Regions from separate parts of the Gasterosteus aculeatus genome. Here region 2 is linked to region 1. A link is a contact called in public Hi-C data. All regions are on one chromosome and are shown on one strand. Each heading gives the region's core, a stretch centred on a gene start, on an enhancer-like site or on the middle of the called end of the contact. The rest is flanking DNA. Distances are from core to core; before and after follow the strand shown. Region 1 holds the start of klhl22 (kelch-like family member 22). Region 2 overlaps cabin1 (calcineurin binding protein 1).

Region 1 (7,710 bases), core at 3,007-5,506:
GGCTGTGGTGTGCTATGCCATACTGCATTGTCGTTTTTTATTGTTAAATTGTCTATTTATTTTTTTCATCTCATCTCCCAAGTTTAAATATTATTTTTGTAAAAGAAAAATAAGTGTGCAATGTCTTGTCTGTAATCAAAATGTGATGTGATCTGAAAATAAAACCTTCGAAGTGAGCTGATTTAATGTGTTTGTGTGAAAATATATTTATATCTATTATCTAAAAGAAGACACTTCTGATGGCGTGAATATTACTTCCCAACTGTTAATGCTCACGTTATTCAACTTGTGACCACAAGGCATCATTACAAACCCTCTGGTTACCAACAAAGCCCAGGCCTTCACGATTTCCACCAGTTGAACTAAGCCATTAAATCTCCTGTTTGTAATTTTTCCTCTCATCTCACAACAATTGTTGTGTTGTAAAGCTGTCTTTGTTTGCGGATGCAAATCTGCGTACCCGGCGAGCTCTGATAAGCCTCACATGTTCTGGTGGCATTTGTTTGTATTTCCTCTTTGTTGATCTAACGAGGGCCCCTCTGTAGTTTCAACAGGCCCAGCAGGCCTTAAAGACCTTGCGTTACTGTGACTCCGGGTCACCTGCTGAGGTTTACCCACCGGCATCATAAAGCATTGCACGACTCCCGTTCTCCATCTCAATGAGCCTTAAAAAGCATGAAAATTGGGGGGCTGTTTGCTTCCTTTTCACAGCTGAAAAACACAAGCTGGCCCATCGCATCCACCCAGGGTGGATATGAGCTGCTAATGACTGTTGTAAAGTCCAGGAAAGAGGAAGGGGGGCGGGGCGTGCTGATTTTATTACTGCAATTCATTATCTTGGAGGCTTCTTAAATCAGTTTGTGCAACATCGGACTTCCTCGACTATGTGTGTGAGTACAAGTTTAATTTACTAATTTAAATGAGGATAAGAAAGAGAGATGTATGGCAGGATCTCACTGTGGGATCATATCTCCCTGAGAAAAGCGATGATTTGATTAAAACCCCCAAGAAATAAAGAATTCAAGGAATTTGAACTTTCCTGCCTAAAGTTATTGTTTTGAATCATACATTATAATATATACGAGGTTTTTGGGCCCCACATTGTGTATGAATATAACCTGTTTATGGAGAAAAAAAGCCAAAATATCAGGAATATTTAGATGCTTAAACTTGAACGATGAATGTGACATTTGTTGTCACTTTACCACATAATTTCCTGAGAGTTTGGATCTTTCCCGTTAAACAAATAAAGTAATACGATTCCATTTAGATCCCTAAATATAAGCCAGACATTCTGCATGCAAAATGGGATATCACTACTGATACTTTATACTTCCCTTTAAATACGTCTTCTTTGATATTCTTTACTCTAACGTGTAGCAAATCTTCATGAATTGAAATGTAGTATTAGTAGATCAAAAACGTATTATAAGTATTAATACTATGTAACACAATCTAGACTGTGCTTTTATCCACAACCTTCGTAATAATCTGCATGTGTTTGAAATATATTACAATTGTAATGTGTCGTGTGTCAATGTAATCTGAGCTTGATCTGAGCTCTGATCTTGTTCTTTTTCAGTGTATTTGTCACTAGCAGGCTCAAGACCTCTGACTTGATGTATTTATATTTGAATAAAAGTGAATGAAACTAGAAACAAGAAACAAACTGCAAATGTATGTTTGATTATTAGGCCAGCGAACAGTCAGCAGCTGAAAGACGAAAATTATTAGTATATTTTAAATAGCCATAAATGTTGCATAGCAGGGTTTTGAGAGAGGAACCCTTTCTGGAGGTCAGCAAGTTAGAATGAAAAACCTTCTTCAGATGATCTTATGCTGATGCTATTTGATCATTCACATAAACTGTTGTATTCTGTATATAAGGTGTTCTATTGATGCCAAACTTGTTGCATGCACATGTGATGTTGGACAAGGCCTTTGGTAAACGCCTAAAGCGTGTAGTAAATAAAGACAAAGACAAAGTTTGACAAAAGTGGCCTTTTTTTGGTCCAGATTTCTGCCTGCAAGTGACGTTCTTTGTTCCCAATTGAGTTGTTTGTCTGGCTGAGGACCTCCTTCCAGACACAGCATGAGAATCAAGAATCAAAGCGAGCACATCGTACCATTCCCTCGACACACACACCAACAACCCCACTGGGTTTAATCCGCATAGCTCTGCATTGCTGGGTAATTTGGACCTTTTTAATTGCTCTGATAATGGTCCTGCAAAGAGCACCGGATCGACCCGCACTCGGTCGCCCGTAAAGCCCGCTGTAGGGCTAAGTGCATGAGACATATGTCTTAAGTAGCCCCCAGGTGGTACTGCCGCTTCAGAATGAAAAGACGCATAAACGCAGCAGATTGTTGATCCTGGATGTCCAGTGCTGGTGTCAGCACATGGCACAACAGTGTGAAGTGGAGGGGGGCACTCACTTAGGGCTGGCGGGTAGGGGGGGGGGGGGGGGGGGGGGCGGGGTAACAGATGTAGAGGAAACAACCTTGGAGAGGAAAGTCCGCCTTCATAAAGCTGATGGAGGGCCAAATGGAGAGGAACTAGTAGAGACTGGGAGGAATGAAGTGCATGAGGCAGCAACCACCACTACCAGTTCAAACCAGAAAGACGCTCAATTGATTTCCTGGAGGACATAACCGTGTTACTTATGTAACAAAGTATTCTAATACATTGCATTCATTTTCTTAAGACATACTTCTCATTAAGGGAAATGAAAAACTCTTTTTTTAAAGACAGTCACACACAAAACACGTGAACTGAGGCATCCAGCATGGAGCAAACTTCTGCTTGATGGATAGAAATATTTAAAACCACTTCTCGTTGCCATTTTTGAATTCCCTAATTAAACTATAAATGCAGGATGGAAAACTCAATGAAAGGACACAACAAATTTGACAATGATTTGGGTTCCTTCCCAAAGAAAATCCAGACTTGAAATTTATAAGTCAAATACAGACATGGCAACTTATTTTGAGCTGGTGAGGGCAGCAACACACTTCTTCATTCAGGTAAAATCTAATTTCCCTCTGCAGAATACACAAAAACATAACATTAAATATACTTATCAGGACAGGTTTATGATGTAATCACAAAAACAAGGCACAATGGTAAAACATTAATGGAAATTTTAATAAGATCCTGTCAACCGTAGGTCACAGAGTGCTATTTCCTAGCCAGCAGTCTTCACTGCTTTATGCCACTTAAAGACATAGAGGTTCTCTCTATGATAGGCAATGCCACACTGACATTTAGTAAAGAGGGATCCGTAACAAACTGAAGCATTTCAGCAAGGTTTCCTGTGCAGTGTTAAGATTATCTAGGAAGATATTTAATCAGTAACAACAACAAAAAAAGTGTGCAACGTTGGAAGATGACGCTTTGGTTTTTGGAGGCACTCAAAGTGATCAACGTGCAAAGAGGACACGGTGCTTCCCAAATAATACCCTCCAGCTGCTCCGACAGGCCCCGTGGAAAAAGTGCACGACAGCTCCGATCTCAACTTCAACACGGCCGCTTCAATCCTCACTCGAGTCTTCCGAGTTGTCCATGTCCACTTCTCCACATGAGGCCTTGGTGGGCTCCTCGCAGCTGGCCTGGGCGATCACAGCATGGGGCATGAGCACCACGCAGGCCGCCAGGCCGGAGACGCGCTCCTTGAACTCTGCCTCCGTCTCCCACTCGTCTGCGTCGGTGTTGTACACGTGGACGTATTTCATCCTGTTGCCTCTGTCGTGAGAGCGTCCTCCCAGGACGTAGATGCTGCCGTCCAGCACGGCCATGCCAGGCTCGCCGTGTCCAGCAGGAAGTGGGGTCAGTAAAGACCAAGAGTCGGCTTCAGGGCTAAAGCATGCCACCTGAGAGAAAGAACAGCAGGTTGGAATAGATTATTCTGTCATTTTCAGTGAGCGGAGTTGGGGCGCTTAGAGACCAAAACCCTTTTGCATATAAAAATAGAAAAAATATAGTGAAAATAGCTTGATAGTGGAAGAGTTGACACTCATAACTTTTTGGATTGTACCTTGAGGACGTCACGGCGATATCCACGCTCATCATTGCTTCCACCAATAACGTAGAGGCATCCATTAACAGCGGCCATGCCGTGCCACGCTCGCTCCACCGGTCCCTCGGAACAAGCGGTCCAGTGATTGTCCACAGGGTCGAAACAGTAGGTCTCCTTGAGGTACGCCATTCCTCTGCGGCCGCATGTTATGTACATCTTCCCATCCAACACTGCTCCAGCGTGGGCGAAAACCTGGAAGGAAAGTTACAACTTTCTTTAAGACTAATCTAAGTAAAGATGAATAGCTGGTATATAACAGAAAAGCATCAGTAACAATACTCAGGGAAGTATGCAGCACCACCGTGTGGATGGTAGCGGTACTACACTAACTATTCTCGTACCTCTCTCTTCAGAGGGGATACAAACTCCCACATGTTGGTGTGTGGGTCGTAGCGCTCCACTGACTCCAGTTCATTGCTGTAGTCCCGTCCTCCAATGGCATAAATGTGTCCGCCCATGACACAAACACAGTGGTCCGCATGCTGCTGCTGGAGGGGCTGGATGGAGCACCAGCTGTTGTGACGAGGGTCGTATCTGGAAAATGAAAAAGAAAGCATCAAAACAGGGAGGCGAAGAAGCTCTGACTTTGGATTCTGAAAAGCTGTTTGATGTAAACAATCTGACATTTTAAACTGTTGTGTGGCATTCCTCAGACTAGAGTCCAATCAACGAACCAGGCGAACCTGCAAATATGTCAGACCATATGGAACACGTGGCAGCAGTTCAGAAAGGCCAAAGATGTATTTGCTGTACTTAGACACACTGACGCCATTATAGGTCGTCCACAAGAAACCACTCGCTTACTGTCTAACTTCCTGCTCAGTTTTTATTTTGGTCCCACATTTGGTCAAGAAACACAATGTAAAATGTAAAAAAAGGCATATTTGCCAGACTATCTTGTTATGGAAATAGTTGTGTAATATTTAATCAACTTGTAACTAATTTGACTTACATTTACAGTAAAAACAAAACAAACAGATTAAATAATAATAAAATAATAATAAAACCCATCATCAGTTCAGGTCTCTTGCAAACTGGATGAATAGGGTGGGATCTCACCTCCAGCAGCACGACTCTGCACGAAACCCACTGTTGTTCTTGTCTCCTCCAATTAGATAAACAAAATTGTTGAGCACAGCTATACCCTGGTTGGACATCCGGGGGGTGTTTGCTGCGGCGAGCGTCCTCCACTGCCCCCAGCTCGGGTGGAACACCTGGAGCAAATGCTTGGTGTCTGTGAGGGAACGGGAGGTGAACATTCCCCCGAAGCCCAAAACGTATCGGAGGTTGGACCTTGGCTGGGTGAGAGGACTTTGCAGGACGGGCTGCCAGATCTCCTGCTCATGGTACCGCAGGGCGGCTGAGACAGAGTCCTTGAGTGGACACTGGCTCAGTCTGCCATTCAGCCTCTGCAACACTTGTTTGTCCATCAGGCAGAATCGCACCGCATTGAGCATCTTGAGATTGTCCTTTTGAGGCAACAAGATTTGAAAACTTTAGTTGATATCGCTAAAAACAAACCCAGCTATGTAGTGTGTATCTGATGAAGATATGAAGTACAAAATGCTGACAAACCTTGGCACTGACCTGCAAGTACACCTGGTCAGTTTCCACCTGCTCAGGAGTGTAGTGGTAGTGCAGAGCCGCCTCGTACACCTCATTCTCGCTCTCCACCTGAAGCCGCTCGCTGCTCAGCGCGCTGAACACGATGTCCGGGGGGAGTTGTCGGTACACATCGGTGCAAGACAAAGTCTGTATTTTGTCGAGGATGTAGGAGTGGACCATGGCATTGAGGTTTTGCAGTCCGTAGAGATCAGCTAGGTTATGGACCTCTAGAATGTTGCTCTCGTCCAGCCAGTCGGACAGGAAATCACAGCAAAAGCTGATAACAATCTCAAGCTTTATAACACAAAAGGGCACAGATTAGCTGAGGAAACCCCCCCCCCGAAATTAATACCGCCATCTCCCAAATGATTCGAAGGGTGTACCTGTACTAGCGTGGCGGCGTTTAGGACGTCCTGCACACACTCCAAGTCCAACTCAATCTCTGAAGTGTAGATGTAGTCAATTATTTTTGTCATGGCCATGTAAGACACTCCGTGAATCTGGATCTCTTTTTGCTGTGTTTCGCGAAGGCCTCCAGCAAACATGCCCCTGGTGGAGGGAAGGGACACGTTGTTAAATGGCTTATGGTTGGGTGACCTGGTGGAACGCAGATCACATGGCCTCAAGGAATCAGGTTTCAGCTCCGACGGGTACTTTTGCTTTTTGACAACCACAGATCTTTCCTCTGCTCTTCCCAAAAGACACACTGAGGAAAAAGGTGCACGTCAAACCAAAGACAATCCCCCCCCACACACACACACACTCATGTGAAGGGGAAAGCGGGTACCTAAAGTAATCGCAAGAGGCTGCCAGGAGTATCCGGTGGGCGGGGATGGGTCGACCCTCCACCAGCAGCACCACGTCGAACAGGATGCCGCTGTGCCGCAGGTCCTGCAGGCCGTCCCGCAGGCTGCGGAAGTAGCTCGAACTCGTGTAGGTCTCTCGACGGGGACGCTGTGACGGTTTAGCGAGTCCTCCCGCCGGACTCGGCTTTCTTTCCTCAGACATGGTGGAGCCGTGCGGGCTTCATGAAACGCCTTCTCGCAACTGTTTAGCTGTTGTGAATTCAAGGCACCGCTAACGGTCACTTCGTGCGGAGACGCGGCCAGCGGCTTAAAGTCGGGGGAGAACCTCACAAGTTATACACGCCAATTACGCGGGTTTAACTGTGGGGCAGTTGGAAATATCGAACGGTAACATGGTTACACACACACGCCCTTCCGTCGACCTACCGTGAGCTGCCAGTACGCTGTCAGCTGATGTTAACTTAGTTTACTAGGTGACTAATGGGCTAGTTAGCGATCAGCTGGTTAGCCTGCTAGCTAACGTAAAGCACTATCCGACAACAAGATAGACACCGTAACAAACCGAGTGCACGATGAAACCGTTGTGTTCGTCGGTAACAAACCAATTTACACCGACAACTTGGTCACAACGTCGCTGTCATTTGCTCGGAGGAACGAGCACCGTTGCCTGATTTTTTTGACAGATCAAAACAAGTCAGCTTCTTTACTGTTTGACGGTGATCTCACACAGGATTGGTTGTTGCCGTTGTTTTTGTCCCGCCCATTTAAAAGAAAGAGCCAATCACAGACCTTGTGCCACACTGAAGGCAATGAAAGGACATTTTCAACTAGCCTTTTAACATGATACGATAAACGTAGTGTGTGGAGTTTGCTTTTATATTTGTTACATCTCTGTTTTAGTTTTACATTACTCGTAATAATAGAATAAATGTTTAATTAAAGAAAAACTTTGATACTGTGACACTTTGTGTAAACACAAGAGGATGCTGTTCCCTGCTCCTATGCAACTGGTACTCAGACTGCATGTCATACAAATACATCAGCACCAGGCGTCTAAAATAATACCAATTATATGTCTTCTTTAATGTATAAATACAGGTTTTACACCGTATACCTTCAGGGAGTAAATAATTTCTTTAATACATTTTAATCATAGCAATTTGTATTGACTTCAGTTACATGTCATTGCACAGACTGATCAACAACAAAACAGTTGAACCCGT
Region 2 (7,710 bases), core at 1,352-3,851, 34 kb before region 1:
AATTGGGATTTTAAAGTGTTATATCCAACAACTAAAAAGCCCAGCAGATTTTCTGAGGAATTTAGGTTGGCATGTGCATTTTACACTCAATTAAGACAATAATTGTGTTTTATGACATCTGGATGTAGGATCTCATTGCTGTGTTTGTATAGACAAAAAACATCAGATAAATCATCATTGAATTATTACTGTGCCTTATTGACAAAGTTTGTTTTCCCTCCCATAGAACAAGAGGATGTCCACAACTTCCTGCTCAATAATATGACCAATGGGGGTTTACTGGACGTGATGATGCGCTATCTGAAAGCAGTGGGCCAGAAGTTCACAGTGGAGTGGCCTCGGGGGCTCGCTGCTGTGGTACTGGAGGTCCATCAGACCTGGAGGAAGCACAGCGGTGGTCTGCCTAACCCTCTGCTTCGGGACTGCAGCAACCAGCACATCCAGGTAAATGACAAGAAAACAGGTTAAATATTTAAACTCGAGTTGTATCATTTTAAATGAAGACTGTTTTAAATGTGGGAGATTCACTTTGGGTACAATTTGGAATGTCCGCTTATTCCAGTGTCTATAGAGGTGGAAAATATTTTTGAATTGGAACAAGGGACTTAATATTTTATGTTGTATGTAAATTGGCTTCATATTTAAATCTGCTACTTTTACAGCAAATGTTGACAATGAGCTTAGCGTGTATGGAGTTGCAGTTGGAGCAATGGATACACAACAAAGGGAAGACCGGTAAGTACCAGTTAGCCAACCCTCATTATTTTGCAAACATGGTGTGATGAATTTCGGTACAGTGGATTTTAACAAAATTAAATTTTCTGAATTACTTTTTCCCTTCAAAAACGTTGGCTGAATGTTGACTGAGGCCTGAAGGTGGCACTACAATGTAGATTTTAAACATGAAGTTATGGGGGATTAGCAAAGTATTGGAAATAGATATAAAGGAACAACCTGTTTACACTTTGCTTGCCATGTATCTTTTCACTGGTCTAGTTTCTCCAAGAAGAAGCAGCAGCAGCAGCAGCAGTATTTGTCCCAGCAGTGATGCAGCAGACTCTGAATTCCCAGGGCAGCACTTCCAGAGTGATTTGTTACTTCTGGCCATGGGTTCGTCCCAAAGAGACCTGTTTGATGATGACTGGCTGGATGTTATGGTGCGGGTCTACTGGCTCAAGGCCCGATTCTTGGCGCTGCAGGTAAAGTTTATATGGTTGGTTGTTTTGCTTAACCTTTGATTGTGTGATTCCTTTCCCCCCTCAGCTCAGCCAGATGTGACTTGTTAAATGTTTTTTTCTTGTGTTTTGTTAGGGAGACATGGAGTTGGCCCTGGAGAGCTATGATGTCTGTGTTGGCCTGTTGCAGAGCAAACCAAAGACCCCCGAAGGCAAACATTACACAATCAGCCTGCCTAACCTTTGTGTGGATGCAGCGATCTCTGTAGAGGAGGTCAGTTTGCTAGCTCATAAAAAGTCTTCCCCCATTTCCAACATATTACAGTTTTATACAAAATGTCTTAAATGTTTTTTTACACTTTATTTTACTGTCCCCATGGACAGATTGACAAAAGGCTAAAGTCTCTGGAGCGCTGTCAGTCGTTGGAGGAGATCCAGCGTCTCTTTGAGGCTGCAGACTTTGATTCCGTTGTGCGTCTGCTGCAGCCCACTCTTAATTATGGCAACCGGACTAAAACTCTGGAGTTTGTGAGCTCCGCACCAGAGCGGCCTGCTCAGCTGATGCTACTGCAGGTTTGATGTGCTCCGACAATACTGACTGAACCTGTATATCCTTTTGAAATGTGTGCATGTTGACATTTGATATTGGTCCCTCTCCCTGGCCTAGAACGCGCTTCTGAAGCTACAGGACTACCGGCAATGTTTTGAATGCAGCGAGTTGGCTCTGAATGAAGCCCTGCAGCAGCTCAACTCTGCATCAAACAACTCTCCGCCTAGCAAGGAGGAGTGGGTCAGTACCATTGGAAAGTTACTGGATGGCACCGAGATCTGCTTCATCAAAGACTCCGGGCTCCTGAGCAGTGTCCCCCACTTCCCTAGTATGGCTCGACTGGCAAACAATCTTATCCAGGTAAGAAGGGAGCCGAAGAAAACATTTAGTTTACTAGAACGTCCGTGAAATTACATTGTAAAAAATCTGCCTCTGTGGAATTTTTATTTATTGTGTTGCATGTTTTTGTATTTTCAGCTGATTGATCTGAGCATGAACATCTCGGACGATCCCAAGGAGCCTTACTTCTTCTCGGTTTTGCCTTGGATCATCCTGTATCGCATTATCAAACAAGAGGAGGCTGCGTTTAACTGTATGCTTCGACAGCATATGTCCGCAGGGGATGATGAAGGTTTGTTGACCTCTTGTTTTCATGCCTCTGGGTTTTCCTCTGTGTTTATGCTGTGGTAGCTTTCGCACAAAATGACCCTTGCAAGTTTTTTTTCCAGATGACTCTGACGCTCCCATGCTGCCCTCCTCACTGATGCTTCTGAACACAGCCCACGAGTATCTCGGCCGTCGCTCCCTGTGCTGCTACTCGGAGGGCGCACTCCTCAAGTTCTACGTAAGTCTGTTTGTAGACTCGTCTCTGCCTGTACTGTACTCTGGCCAAGGTGACGAGTGAATGCACTGCTCTCATACCTGCTTTTAATCCTTCCTAGTTGCAGGTGTAGACCTGATATGTATTTATTTGTGTTTGTTTCTCTAAAGTCAACAACTTGACAGCGCTGCATTCTTTCGCTTGGTACAGGTTCAGGTTTTGAAAAAGGAGGTTGCAGCCTCATCCAACAATGACTCTCATCCCTACAAAGAGGAGTTGGAGATGGCCTTGGAACAGTGCTTTTTCTGCCTCTATGCCTACCCCAGTAAGAAGAGCAAGGCCCGCTACCTCGAGGACCACTCATCTCCACAGGTTACTCATTCAGATGCTTCCAAGTCTCGGTTCCTGTCTTTCAAATTAACATTGTAATTAGGATGGCTGCACATTTAATCAAATATTAATTTCTAGTAGGATTTGGGCTTTGTACAGTTAAATGAACACGAGCAACTGGAAATTTGAGATCAAAAACGCGTGGAAAGCTCTTTGATATATCATGTGAAGCGCTTCCTTAACTAATAGCCCACTGAGAAGGTACCGTGTACCTTAAAACCTAATGTGAATGTGAGCCTGTAGTCAAGAGTCAAGTATTTCTTACTGGAAAGAGTGTAGCACAACATGTAAGTGAAAGCAGTCCGGTCTTGATTTAACTGACTGTGCCATAATAATATTTGTATAAAATATCAAAAGTAATCCTGATTATCATTTTGGCCATGATTGTGCAGCCCTAGTAGTTAGTTCCATAAATGTAAAATGACTAATGCTCGGACGTTGAATCCATTTACGTTGCATACAAAAAAATGTCATATGGGAAAGAGGTGTGGAAAGTTTTCATCACCTGCCATCTTTCTCGTGTGCTGGCAAACCAACATACATGGAGTTTGGCTGCCAGTGACGCAGACACATGTCCTCATTAGCGCAGACATGTGTCCTCATTGACCCGTACACAACTCAGAGGTCCGCTTCATCCATTAATGCTGTTGTGTCCGCTGGTGAGGTGTGCATATCTCATATCCCTGAATTCAAATTGAGGGGTTGAGATGGAATAACTGCGTAAAAGCATGAAATTGTTGCAGTGCAAAATTTAAACACATTAAATCATCCATCTTCAAAATAAAAGCCTAATTGGATCAGCACCACTTAAGATACAAAATCGTTAGCTAATCCGGAGGTATGTAATTCAGAGTCAATATCCTCAGGGAGATTGTAACCGCTAGAGTGACTTAAGAGACGGTAAAGCTTTTATTTTTGTAGTGCATGTGACCAGCCACCAGGTGGAGGTCATTTCCATTATTGTGTACCAGTGCATTCTGATTAAGTATGCCAACGCAGTGCCAGAAGACAGTTCCCAGGAGATGTTAATACCACTAATTTGCTCTTGCGACATGTGTACTACGGTGGAATAGGACACCAAGGTTTCCTGTGTAACCCTTCTGTGTTTTGCAGGTTGAGCTACTGTGGTCCGAGGCCCTCTTCATGTTTGAGTATTTCAAGCCAAAGTCACTGCCTGAGTTTGACAGCTATAAGACGAGCACGGTGTCTGCAGAATTAGCCAATTTGCTGAGGAGGTTTGCTGGCATCGCCCCCACAAGTGAAACCCCCACTCTCACCATGGATGAATTGGCAGCCTACATTGAGGGCATGACAGAGAAGGTCAGTTGGTGGGCCCACACTGAATTTGAGGAAGACGAGTGACTCAGACATCCTAAATAGATTCAAGACCTGCTCTCTCTATTCGTCAGTCTTCTAACCTATATTGCAGGTTTGTCACAGAGAATCATGATTTATTAAAGAAGTATTTCATTTTGATCTCTTTAAGGCCCCGTGCCTTCCTGAAGGAAGTGCTCCTGCGCCTCCAATCATTAATGAGATCTTCTACCTGCTGGCTGATTACCATTTCAAGAACAAGGAGCAGTCCAAAGCCATCAAGTTCTATATGCATGACATATGCGTGTGTCCCAACAGGTAGCTCATTTCTCTACACTAGCGTCATGAATATAAGCAAATAAATGAGATTGTGTAGGTTTTATCATAATACAACGATTTACACAATACATCAAGTGCAATGATTTTACTGGAAACATGTATTTTTCCTCAGGTTCGACTCGTGGGCCGGGATGGCTCTAGCTAGGGCCAGTCGTATTCAGGAAAAGCTCAACTCCAATGAGCTGAAAAGTGACGTTCCTATATGGAAGCACTCCCAGGCAGTGCTAAACTGCTTTAAGAGGGCCCTGGTTATCGACGGCTCCAATCTGTCTCTGTGGATCGAGTATGGTACCGTTTCCTATTCGCTGCACACATTTGCGTCAAGGCAGCTCAAGCAGTGGCGCAACGAGCTCCCCCCAGAGGTGGTTAAACAGGTATGATTCACGTTAACAAAGATATCTTTAGTTTGTTCCACACGTTCATTTTGTTGTGGAGTAGATTGATCCATCACCTTGAGCTATGACGGTCGTGTGTGTTGTTTCAGATGGAGGAAAGGAGAGACTCCATGTTGGAGACCGCGTTCCAGTGTTTCCAGGGAGCTTCCCGTTGTGAGGGTGACAGTGATGAAGAGGAGTGGCTCATTCACTACATGCTTGGCAAGATAGCAGAGAAACGTAAACAACCTCCGGCAGAATATCTGGAACTCTACAAAAAGGTAAACAATTTTCAGGTTACTTTCTATTTTTTTTATTTCCTGTAATTTAGGTTTAATTGGTAATTCATTAGATCAAATGTGTCATACAAATGAAAGTGTTTCAATACCCCGCCGCTCTCCCATAGAAAACGCCGAGCCGTCAGCTCGCAACTAGTGTTGCCAACAACGCTACCACTGCAAACAACTGCAGCAGTGCTCAGCTGAGGGGAACCAGAGGGTGTTGCACTTCTACAACAACCCCTCAGCTGTAACAGCAATGTGAGCGCAGTATCGAGACGTGCACTGAAAGGCTCTTTGAATTTTAACGGTTTAATGTTTGTCAGATACAGCGACGCTCCGATAACGACACACTCGTAGGGAAAGGGACTTTCTATGCTCAGGTAGACATCTGATAGAGATGGTCTACAATAGTGGTGAGAGTTGTGGTTTAACAACCCATGACTTTCCGTCCCTAAGGAGAAACGTATTTCTAAGTACTGCAGTTTAATGGACAATCGTTTATAGAGGTCAGTGAGGTAAGTCATCTATTTGTTTTATTGAATTGTAAAAACCAGGGAAATAATAACCGTAGTATAAAAAAGCTGGAATAATCCTTCGGTTGATTACAGGCATTTGTCTTGCTCTCTCCCAAGAGTCGTTTCATAACCCGCCTACAGAAACGGAGATTGCTGCCCTTCCGCCCTCGCATGATGGTTTTTTTTTTCCTGCAGAGAACAATGTATTGAGTTAGTCATCGCTCTGCTGTTTGGATTAGATCATTAGAAGCAGATAACCCTGATGACCGCATGCATTTGACCTGTTAATTTGGACTCCCAGTTGACTTTTTGGGGGGTTGGTGATTCTTTTATATTTATAGGCAGCCCACTATCTGTATGAAGAAGCTGCTAGATACCCCCGAAAAATCCATTACCATAATCCTCCCGACCTGGCCATGGAGGCCCTCGAGGTAAACTACAAGTTCCCTGTAAATCAAACTTTTTCCGTAGCTCTGTCTTATTGATCCAGTTGCGTAACGGAGCTGTTTGAACACATTCACATTTAAAGACATTGTGCACTAGACGTTTTTTCTCCCACTTCTTTCATCTAGTTGCATTTCCGTCTCAGCGCCACCACTCTAAAACTATTAGAGGGGGGCGTGTCTGCGCTGGAACACGAGCTCTTGTTCAGTTTGCTGGTCGAAGCCGCTACCGGCCCCTTTGCCAGGGGGGAAGAGAAGAGCATGCCAAGCATGCCTCGGTCCCTTGAAAAGTAAGATACACGCTCTTGCCGGATTTACCAATAGAGCATTCAATCGCCCGGCTGGACACCCATTCTCACCATTGTTGTCGATGTGATTGCAGGGAGAAACCCCCGTCCATGACGGATGACGACTTTAATTGCTCGTCCGTTTGCATCGGAAACGTCCTCATCTCCTCCCACCCGTCGGCTGCCACCCCAGGTCTGACTTCCCCGCCTTACGTGGCCACGCCGTTTGACCACGATTACGCCAAACGCAAAACACTCCGACGGCAGCAGTGGCAGCAGCAGCGGAATGAGGAGCAGCAGGCCGATGGTACAGTCCCAGTCCTAGACTCTGTCTCTGGGGTTGGGCTCTTTGCCCTTTCTGCACTGGGACAGGACGCCCACTGGGGAGCGCTCAGATTGCTAATCACCATGCTTAATGGCTTTGGTTTCAGTCACAATGGTCCCCTTGCACTGGGTGATTGGGATGTGGTGAAATGGGCAATATGGCTTCTGTTTATTTGACTAATTTGCTATACTTGCTATACAAAGCAGCACTGTTGAAAGAGATGTGTGTGTGTGTGTGTGTGTGTATGATGTGTATATATCTTTTCTCGTCAGCTGTTCTTAATTTCTTTCCTCATCAATCATCTTGACACCTAATTTCTTTAATTGCTGCTTAGGCTTATAACGTTGTGGATAAATTGCAGATTCTTAATGATCCTTATTTTTGCTTTACTGTGTGATTGTGTTTTGTTTTTGATAATCTATAGCACTTTACTAATAGCAACCGATTCCTGATTACGCAGATTCTGTATTTTTTAGCAACTGCCTTATTTTGTGAACCTTCATTTAATCAGCTTATTTATTGAGCTTAAGATCTGATTCGTAAGAAGCTCGAGTGAAGCCAAATAAGTTGGATGAGACACACAACAAACCAGCAAGCCAAACACATAAACACACCCAAGCACATATGTTGGACAAACCGGGAAAATCTACAGACTTCTCTAAAAAGGTTCCCAACTAAGAGTTCATCCAATTGGATGTTGTTTTTAGTCAAGGAACTCTACACCTACACATAAAGTTGCTGATCAAGTCTTCAGTGTTTTACTGAAAATAGACTTGATAGTGGCCTGAATTGCGTGTGTCTGTGTGTGTAATGAACACAATAAGTCCTGCACATGGACCGTCTTTCATGTATGCTCTTGTACTTGCAGTGTTGACATGGTAATTGTCTTTGTTTGAA

The links. Hi-C and Micro-C count contacts between places; a contact is called where the count stands out from the background.
Region 2: a Hi-C map of skeletal muscle shows a contact between it and region 1, with 6 times the contacts expected there. The contact joins two enhancer-like sites. A contact is called at or near these places in 3 of 6 Hi-C or Micro-C datasets (skeletal muscle, tail fin and whole body).

Annotation. Positions count from the first base shown.
Region 1 is chr13:16,317,782-16,325,491 of fGasAcu3.hap1.1, reverse strand. It overlaps klhl22 (kelch-like family member 22), which reads right to left and starts at 7,258. Exons shown (of 7, transcript XM_040196100.2): 1 at 6,469-7,258; 2 at 6,065-6,230; 3 at 5,652-5,975; 4 at 5,136-5,545; 5 at 4,418-4,610; 6 at 4,035-4,268; 7 at 2,941-3,870. The coding sequence starts at 6,689. The coding sequence ends at 3,532. It overlaps tbx16 (T-box transcription factor 16), which reads left to right. Exons shown (of 9, transcript XM_040196102.2): 9 at 1-1,016. Within about 2 kb of position 4,256, at least 2 of the 9 cell types and tissues checked have open chromatin away from gene starts, as enhancers often do.
Region 2 is chr13:16,350,197-16,357,906 of fGasAcu3.hap1.1, reverse strand. cabin1 (calcineurin binding protein 1) reads left to right here. Exons shown (of 38, transcript XM_078086976.1): 12 at 227-444; 13 at 663-735; 14 at 997-1,199; 15 at 1,312-1,449; 16 at 1,560-1,748; 17 at 1,843-2,085; 18 at 2,203-2,356; 19 at 2,454-2,569; 20 at 2,756-2,917; 21 at 4,049-4,255; 22 at 4,422-4,567; 23 at 4,701-4,962; 24 at 5,073-5,243; 25 at 6,100-6,189; 2 more. Among protein-coding and RNA genes, the nearest start is that of cabin1, 7.7 kb to the left of the region's middle. Within about 2 kb of position 2,601, at least 2 of the 9 cell types and tissues checked have open chromatin away from gene starts, as enhancers often do.